Regions from separate parts of the Sus scrofa genome. Here region 2 is linked to region 1. The links are chromatin contacts, called in public Hi-C maps. All regions are on one chromosome and are shown on one strand. Each heading gives the region's core, a stretch centred on a gene start, on an enhancer-like site or on the middle of the called end of the contact. The rest is flanking DNA. Distances are from core to core; before and after follow the strand shown. Region 1 has its middle 410 kb from the start of RGMA. Region 2 has its middle 240 kb from the start of RGMA.

What was found. Hi-C and Micro-C count contacts between places; a contact is called where the count stands out from the background.
Region 2: a Hi-C map of fetal skeletal muscle shows a contact between it and region 1, with 2.9 times the contacts expected there. The contact joins two enhancer-like sites. A contact is called at or near these places in 2 of 47 Hi-C or Micro-C datasets (embryonic fibroblasts and fetal skeletal muscle).

The regions. Positions count from the first base shown.
Region 1 is chr7:85,505,473-85,510,482 of Sscrofa11.1, reverse strand. No RefSeq gene overlaps it. Among named protein-coding and RNA genes, the nearest start is that of RGMA, 410 kb to the left of the region's middle. Within about 2 kb of position 3,237, at least 1 of the 83 cell types and tissues checked has an H3K27ac peak or open chromatin away from gene starts, as enhancers often do. A contact at or near this core is called in fetal skeletal muscle, where this site is marked.
Region 2 is chr7:85,683,369-85,688,266 of Sscrofa11.1, reverse strand. No RefSeq gene overlaps it. Among named protein-coding and RNA genes, the nearest start is that of RGMA, 240 kb to the left of the region's middle. Within about 2 kb of position 1,591, at least 5 of the 83 cell types and tissues checked have an H3K27ac peak or open chromatin away from gene starts, as enhancers often do. A contact at or near this core is called in fetal skeletal muscle, where this site is marked.

The DNA of each region.
Region 1 (5,010 bases), core at 1,988-4,487:
ATTTTTGGAAGTCATCTTGGCCATATTTTATAGTCTCATATTTATTTTTATTTTCTAAGTATATTTTTAATTCTTTTATTTTTAAAAACATACTAAGCATACAAATTTTATATTCTGTGTTTGACAATTATAATACCTTAGGTCATTCTTTATGCTGCTGTTTTTGTTCCTTATGTATTTTTATTTATTTTTTCAGCTGGCACTCTCTCCTCCAGAGAAGAATTGTGCTTTCTTTCTTACAGACGCATGAAACAATAACAACCAAGGACAGCTTTAATATAAAGTCTTGGCTGGAGGTGTTCTGGACACATAGAGGGTGACTCTGCCCTCAAATTCTCATAAAGTCTGACTTAGGTCTACAAATCCTCAGGGGAATTCTTATTGCCTTGCTACCCGACACCGAGTTAGAATGTGGCAGATTTTTTGCTCTGCTTTTTGCTTTGTGACTTTTTTCTCTCATTAACCTAAACACTGAGGCTTTGGGGATCTTTATGAAGACACTTTTTATTTGATTGTCGATCTTTGCCTAAACCTGAATTTCTTCCCCTGTTCTCTCTGCTGCATGTAAGTGCAGAAGTAAAAACTATGGCTCATCAAGATTAATGAATCCAGGATAAAAATTAAATTCAGAGATAGCTTGCCACTTTGGATTCCCAATTTTGCTACACATTTGATTTTGAAGAAGTCAGTCTTCTTGCCAATAAAGGGGTTTAAGTTATGAGTATTCCTGCATCTGTACGTGTGTGTATGAGTTTATGTGCTTGCATACATATACTTGTATGTCTCTACCTTTTTGGTGGTTTTTCCACAATGGGTTTTTTTTAGAATATCTAGGCTATCATTTTGCCAGGAAAACTGTGCCTTCTTACTTTAATTTCAGTCATATGTCACATTTTAATATATACATGGATTTATTTTAATACTATATATTTCCATATTCAGTTTCTCTGCATTTCATATTTTAATCACTATACTTTGTAGTATGAATTAATACCAAGTTATCATATTCCAACATTTGTGTTTCTACTGTAAATTTATATTTTGGCCTTTGCTGTTTCATATCAATTTTAGGGTCAGCTTGTCAGGTTCCACAAACATTTTGCTGCTATTTGATTAATGATGTTTAGAAAGGCTATCAAGTTTTATGTATTACTCTTATTCACTAGAATTGGTTCTGTTTTGCCAGTATATTTTTTAATATATGCACACACATATATATAATCAATTATCTTTAAAAAAGGAGAGTAAATCTCAATCTTTCAAATTTTTATAATTATTTTTTGACTTATTTGACTGTATTGACTGGTAAAAACATCTGTTTGTATTTGTATTTATTATTTATTCTGAATCTAGACTCTCTGATACTCTAATCATATCCCAAATGTGAAAAAACAAAAACCAAAAAACTGGAAGGTTGTAATGGGTCTGAAGGAATGTTTTGAATTATTGAATATTTGAAAAAAAGGATACTCTAGGCTTCTTCCTCACTTTATTAAAGATACTTCCTGTAGTTTGATGGTATCTGTAGGCTATTGATAGAAATGCATAATCGGGCTGCTTTTTGACATTTTCTCGTTGTCCCTGGCTTAAGAATTTTGCTATAAATTCCTAGGTTTAGCTGTCTTTGAATTCATCTTGCTTTGCTTTTACAGAGTTTCTTGAATCTATGGCTTGATGTCTCCTGTCTGTTTTGCAAATTTCTTAGCTGGTATCTATTCAAACACTGTCTCATTATCTTCTATCTTTCTAGTTCTCTAATTACATGTACATTAGAAATTTTCACTGTGTCCTGTATATTTTTTAATACTCTTTCCTGAATTTTCCATCTTTCTCTCTGTGCATCTATCTACTTATCTTCCAGTTCACTAGTTCTCTATTCTGCTGTTAAATCCTCTTCTGAGCTCTTAATTTCAGTAAATTATTTGCTTAGTTCTGAAATAATTTTATTTGATTCTTTTTAATAGATTTCATTTTTCTGATAAAATTCTGCATTTGCTGTTCTACTTTCTTAATTATCTTCATTAAAGTTTTAAAAACATCCTTGTCTATTATAATGGCTATATCACTCATGAAATTTTTTCTGTTGTCTGTTTTTGATCACTTGCTCCTATTCCTATCATGCTTAGTAATTTTTGATTGAATGCTGGGCATTGCTTATGAATTATTCTGGAGGCCTTGGATGGTGTTATCTTCCCCATAGAGGATTTATTATCTTTCTCTTGGAAAGTCAAGGTACTACACAATTACCATGATATAGCTGAAGCTGAATTTCAGAACTTGTTAGGTTTGGTCTGTTTTTGGTTTGACCTTAGCTCTGGATGATGCACTGAGGTTTCATTTTTACTTTGTTTCACATTTGGTGGAAGTTGTTATGCCAGTCTTAGAATGATAGTTTAATAAATCTCCTCAGAAATAAAATGTCTGGCTACATTTGTGTTGATCATGGTCTCTGAGGCAGTGATTCATAATTACTTCTAGTATCTTATAATTATGTGGGCCATATATAAACAAATAAATAAAACAAATCTGGAAGCCCATAATGACCATGAAGAAATGCCTCTGAAATGCTAAACACTTGGAATTTATGGACTAATAATACAATAATTTTGATGGTGAGGAACTATGCTGACCCCTGCTTCTTATATCCAGACTTACTGTTTTTTTTTTTTGTTTTGTTTTCCTTTTTGGTCCGTGGATCTAAGGGAAATATTAAGTATACGAGTGTGACAGTAAAATAAATGACCTAACTGTATATGATAAAGTCTTGAAGCAACATAGGTGTCTGATTGAAGAAATTTTCCTATGGCAAAATTTAGAATGCTCTCATTTGATACATATTAGCACATTCTGAAATTACAAGTTCCTCTCTTGACTCTGAGAGAGAGCCCTAACAAAGATCCATTTCGATGTTTCTCAGGAGCAGGTAATCTGGACGTGACATTTTACCAGCTGAATACCCAGAGGGATAAAAGGACATTTGTGTTTGCCTTTTTGTTTGTTTGCTTCCTGTAAGTTTTAATGGTTTTGCTACAGGCCTGATCTAGGCAATCTTTTTCAGCCATGAAATTGCTGTTGTGTTTCCCCTATAATATGAATAATTTGACTCCGGGCATGCATGCAGTCTGGTTATGGTTAATTTCAGAGTCTGATTATTGAAGAAATTTTGCCCTAGTATAGCACAAAGTCTCTTCTCATGAATTCTCAGACACTTGTTTCATAAAGCTTCCAAGAGAGAGGACAAACCTCCAGCCAAATGGCTGAAGAATAATAGGTATGGTTAGATGATAGGCACCATCATGCATTCTTGGGAAACAGCTATGATTGGGCTGATGTGTTAAGGTGGTGAGATACTTAGAAAATAAAATATGTCAAATCCCTGATTTTAACCAGCTGCTCACCATCTCCAGATGGGTGGAAAGAGTTCAATTTCCCCCTTGTCTTCTGTGGTAAACAATACATTATTATAAATTAACATTTATTTTGAAATGTGCATAACAGCTGCAGGTTGGCTGCAATAGTGATAAGCATACAAAAAAAAAAAAAAAGCCTGATGTGAAGCTTTCAAAACAGAAGGAATGGTTAGGCTCCACGAACTCGAGACAATTCATTTTGTTTGGCTCTGTCTTGTGAGCTCCCTGGTTGTTTTGTCTTCTTTTCTTTTCAGAATCTGTTGCTAAATCCTTGTGTCTATAGGGAGATTTTCCTGTTCCTGTTAGCTTATAATCTTTCTCTTTAAGAAATTGTATTCACTACATTTTGGAGAGCTTAATTTGCAACAAATCATAAGGGAAAACTTGAAGAGGCCTTTTTTTTCCCTTCCATGAGCCTGTAGTCTTTTCTTTTGTTAATTTCCAAAGTCTTTCACTATTTGTACTTGAAAAACCATGAACAAATGAGTTAAGTTTTCCTGTTCTTAGGAAAATAAATTTACCTATTATGATATGAGTTGAAAATTTTTTTTCATTGTTAAAAGGCAAGCTTCTGAGATGAGATCTTCCTGAGAGGAAGTTTAAAGTCTATTTTTTGTTTCAAATCTGCATGAACCACATAGCAAATAGAGTTATCCTTTGCAAATCACTTTCCTCTTGGATCTGTCTGGGATAAATGGACTTGATTTAGAGAGCCAGAGATACTCGATGACTTTCAGATGCACTGCATGACTTTCCCAAGGCAGTTACACTGCCTAGATAGAACCCATGGACTCCTGTTTTTATGGATTCTCACTCCAAGTTCACTGTCTGCTTCCTTTTAGCTCTTTATTTTAATTTTGGAAAAGCTACAAATGAGGAACTCAATCTGGGCAATGGCTCTGAAAGTGGTCACTCTGCCCATTTTACTTGTAAAGTAAGTAGGTGTCCTCTCCCCATTCTAATGTGGGGCTAAACTGCCCTAGGTTTAGGAAGACAATTTCTCTAGGACAAAGATATTGAAACTCTTGGAGTTCCCGTCGTGGTGCAGTGGAAATGAATCCGACTAGGAACCATGAGGTTGTGGGTTAGATCCCTGGCCTCGCTCAGTGGGTTAAGGAGCTGGCGTTGCTGTGAGCTGTGGTGTAGGTTGCAGACACGGCTCAGATCCCATGTTGCTGTGGCTGTGGCATAGGCCCCAGCTGTAGCTCTGATTAGACCGCTAGCTTGGGAACCTCCATATGCTGCAGGTGTGGCCCTAAAAAGACCAAAAAAAAAAAAAAATTTAAACTTTTGTTGGTTTACATACCCATTGAGAATCATATGAGTATATGTATTCTCACCCCTCTCCCCTTAAATATACATATATCCAAAATTTAGCATACAATCTGCAGGGGTTGTGAATCCTCCCCATATTTTATGATGTACATCAAATAAAGAATCCCTGCTTTAGAGGCATATGGAGTAGATGCTGAAAGCCTAGGCTCTGCAGTTAGACAGACATGATTTTGAAACTCAGTCTGCCACTTAATAACTGTGGGAATTTAGACAAAATACTTAAAATCATAATGCATCATTTTCCCCATCTATAAAATGAATATTA
Region 2 (4,898 bases), core at 342-2,841, 180 kb before region 1:
TGGTTATTTCTCTATTAAGAACCATTTTATTTATGATTCTTTGCCATCTAGTCTGTGTTTAGAGAGACTTTTTCCACGAACATACTGTTTTGCTAAGTTGTCATTCCTTTCCTCATTTTTTTATTTTAATAAGAGATACATTGGTCCTCTCTAGGGCTCCGATCTGTGTGAGCTTGCCTGTTACCCAGATTAAGTGAACACCATGTGGAGCACAGCAGAGAAATAGGACGGTGTAGTCAGCCTCTGTAGTCCTCTTATGGGTCAATGGATGGGTTTGATTCGCATTTTTCAAAAGTTGAATGTGGTTGTGAATGTTCTTTTTTTTTTTTTTTTTTTGAGGTGCTCTGAGTTCTTGGAACCTCAGACTGGGATCAAGTCTTTTTTTTTTTTTTTTAGGGCCACACCCACAGCATATGGAAGTTCCCAGGCTAGGAGTCTAATAGGAGCTATAGCTGCCAGCCTACACCACAGCCACAGCAATGTGGGATCTGAGCCACGTCTGTGACCTATACCACAGCTCATGGCAATGCCGGATCCTTAACCCACTGAGTGAGGCCAGGGATAGAACCCGCAACCTCACGGATACTAGTTGGGTTTGTTAACCACTGAGCCACAAAGGGAACTCCCTTTCATTTTTTTTTGAAGTTGTTCTGCCACATGGGTAAGGGAAAGGGCAAAGAGCTGAGACGGATCCGTGTGTTCCATCTAAGCCGGTTCCTCACATACACCTGGCATCACGCCAGCGTTTGAGGGATGGTGAGCATGTCTGCCACCTTGGCCTTGCTTCCATTCATTGTGTGGGAGGGCATAGGGCTTGCTCCTCAAGTTCAGACACTGGTGACTGTCCCTTCTCTTCCAGGACAGTTCCTAACCAGGTGAGAGGTGAGGGGAGAGAGACGAAAAGGAGCAGAGCAGGAGAGGTGGCAAGATGGGGCATGCGAGAGGCAAAGCCGGGTGGTTGCTGGGGAGGAAGAAGAGAGACTTTCACGCTGATTTTGTTCTCAAGGAATTGCCGTTACCACGAAGAAAACCACAGCGGATGACAGCAAATTACTGAGTGACTGAGAGTCAGAAGTTGATGTAATAAGCAAAAGAAAGCAGTGCGATTCCGTGTGTGTGTGTGTGTGTGTGTGTGTGTGTGTGTGTGTTTGTATAGGGGAGGGAGAATGATGAAGGGCCAGTGGTGCTGTCCATCCTCTCCCATGTTAGTGCTTACATCTTTCCTTTGCTTTTCTCTTCTGCTTTTGGGAATTACGAAACAATAAAACCATGGCTTATAGTCATAATTTACACAGATGATTTATGGCCATCTTGACCATTCAGTTACATGTCCAACAGCTGTGAAATCATTGCTTTTTCCCTCAGTGGGAAGTTGGAGGATAGGAAGACTGGTGTTCCCAGTCCCTCTTCATGGGATGCTCAGAGTTCCTGCGTGTAGAGGAACAGGGTTGCCTGTCAGGACAGGCAACTCCGCTTCTTAGTTTATGGATTCAACCCACAAACTCTTCTGTGGTAGAATGTGAGGGACCCTTGCACTGCTCCGATTTCCTCTGGCAACCTCCTCTCTCTCTCTGTCTCAGAGCTATGCTGTTGCTTGACTGTGCAGGGCAGGGAATTTTTGGTTGGCCAGCATGGAGGAGAGAGGGCAGCATGGGGCGAGGAGCCCTGCACTGCTTTCCTCTGGGCCCCAGGGAGCATGGGGTCGCAAGTGGAGGGTAGAGGCCCCTGTGTGGTACCATAAAATTCTAGGAACGCTCCCTCTGCGTTGCAGGCCTGAGAATACCCAGCGTGACAGTGTATATAACATTCCTGACTTATGCTTCTTAATACCAGCCTATAAAAATAGCAATCCAACTGGATGAGGTCATGGGGAGATTGCGCGGGGCCATATGCCATGGGCTGAGTTGGTGCTGACTGATACTTGGAGGCTTAGATCCTGGGACTTGTTGGTTTGGGAAGGAGAAGACATCAGAGGGTGGGAATGGGCTGGGGAGTAGGAGAAAGAACCAGGAAGAGGTTGAATGAGCCTTTCTTAGCAGGAGGGAAGCCCATCAATTACAGCGTGACGGGGAAGAGGAGGTAGTATTACCATTTGTTGGGCCTCTACCATGTCCCAGAGAATGCCTATGTTTTGTCTCATTTAATCTTCTGGACAATATGAGTTGGGTACTTAAGTCCCATTTTGCAACGGAGGAAACTGTCTCAGCTACAGTGAATATCTGAGACTTAACTGACTAAGCAGTTAGAGATAGTATTCAACACAAGGGCTTTAGGACTTTGAGGCTGGGAGCTCTGACTTTGGGCTGCAGAGTTTTCATGTTGGGAGGAGGTTAGTTATGGTGGTGGTTGTTGTTTTGCCACATGTGCGGTAGCTTGATGTGGGATCTCAGTTCCCAGAGGAGGGATTGAACCCAGGCTGCAGTGGTGAAAGCACTGAACCTTAACCACTAGACCACCAGGGAACTCCCAGGAGTAAGTCAGTTTTACTGGGAGTGAAAGTCTCCAGTTGGAGTTTACCTTTTTTTTTTTTTTTTTTTTTGGTCTTTTTAGGGCCGCACCCACGGCATATGGAGGTTCCCAGGCTAGGGGTCAAATCAGAGTTGTCGCTGTTGGGCCATGCCACAGCCACAGCAACTTGGGATCTGAGCCAAGTCCGCAACCTTCACCATGGCTCACAGCAATGCTGGATCTTTAGCTCACCAAGCAAGGCCAGGGATCTAACCTGCAACCTCAGTGTTCCTAGTTGGATTCATTTCTGCTGCACCATGATGGGAACCCCTCACTTGGAGTTTAGATGCATGATGAAACCTGGTTTAGTGGATTTCACCTTACTGAACGGAGCCATTGTCTTTAGGAGTCTATGGATAAATCTTTTCTCCTTCCTTTCCAGGCTCCAGTGATTTGGGATGGGCCATGTGGACAAACATGACTGCTGTTGGGTCACGTTGTTGGAAATGAGTGGATAGTAACTGACTGGCAAACAGCTCTTTAGCAAAGACCTTAGCCTCCCCAGGGGGTAGTTCAGACAAAGATGCAACGCTGACTGACTGACAGAGTGTGCAGACGACGCCCCAGGCTTGTCATGGGTAGGACCACTCGACATCATTTGCACCCCCTGAACACAACCCAAAGTAATTTAAAAACTTGGTTCCGTTGCATCTCTACATTATATTCCAATAAAAATATAGCAGCTACTGGAGTTCCCATCGTGGCTCAGTGGTTAACAAACCCAACTAGCATCCATGAGGACTTGGGTATGATTCCTGGCCTCGCTCAGTGGGTTAAGGATCTGACATTGCCGCGAGCTCTGGTGTAGATCGCAGATCAAGGCTTGGATCCCTTGTTGCTGTGGCTGTGGTGTAGGCTGGCAGCTACAGCTCTGATTCAATCCCTAGCCTGGGAACCTCCATATGCTGTGGGCATGGCCCTAAAAAGACTACACACACACACACACACACACACACACACACACACATATATATAGCAGCTACTGAGCCTCTTCTATGTCTCAGATACTTTACATGCATGATGCATTTTAATTTTCACAGCAACCTTAGCAGGAAGGTGAAGCTAGCTCCATCTTATGGAAACAAAAAACCCCTAAAAAAACAGAGGCTCACAGAGGGTGAATAAGCTCCTCAAAGCAATACTATGATTAAGTTGTTATTTTGAGATTCGAACTCCATCTGTCTAATTTCAGAAATTTTTTCCTATTGGGGTCCCATCTCCAGATGGACCAGGGACGATTTTGTCTCCTTAATCACATAGGGTGTGCTTCGGTCAAAACTGGGCCCAAGATCGTATTTGTCACCAGCTTAGTAAACTGTGTTGAGATTTATTAAAAAGCCCTGTAGAGTCCAGCTGTTGAATGACACTCTTACTCATGTTGGAAACAAAGGATCTTTTCCTTTTTTCATTAAAAGTGATTCATATGTTTAAAAACAAAATGACACGTTTGGTAACAGCTTTTTGGAGAAGTAATTCACATACTGTATGATTCGCCCATTGAAAGTGTAACAAGTATATTCGCAGAGGTATATTAAATCATCGAAATTTATAAACATTTTCGTTTCCCCAACACAATTACATTTTTAATCAGAAAAGAAATTAACATTAAACAAAACTGAAAAATAGAAGAGGATCTCTCATTATTCTTCTGCCTTAATTTAGCTTTTTTCATTATTGCTACACTTCCCTCCTCTTTTGCACTGAAGATACAGAATAACACAGTTACAATCATGCTGTGCATATCAGTTTCCTCTCTGCTTTTGTAAGGTGACATTTCCCATGTTGTTACTTTGCATTTTTAATAACCCGTGATGTTCTCTCGCATTGATGTGCAATAATTTGCAAACTCAACCTGTTTTGCCAAACTATCAGAGTTTTTTTTCCCTATCATAAATAATGTTGCAGTGAACATCTCTGCACATAAAACTTATTTCCCCCGTTGAATATATTTCTTGGGGTGGCATTCCCAAGAGTAGAATTACCGGGTCAAAGGGTATGAACATTTTATGTTTCCCCCTCCCTTCTCCCATGTTTATTCTTAAAGATGTGCCACTATCTTTCAAAATGAAAACAAGTATGGTGTATACATATAGAAAACATTATACATAAAATTTAATCTACTACAAGGTTTTTTTAGTTCACTCTGTAGGTTGGAGACAGGCAAAATCTGTGAGTCAAACATCGTCCATTGCTTGGGAGCCCAGAAAGATTGTCCTTTATGTGCCCCACCTGGTGACTTAAATAACTTTACCATTTCCCTTAGAAAATGATTCCCATGGAAAATGATTCCTTCAACCTCTTGACCTTTTATTGGTTGCTGTTAGCCTGGGGCAGCACTTTGTTTCCAGCTGTTCTCAAAAGCCACTTTGCTGCATTTAACCCTTTGAAGG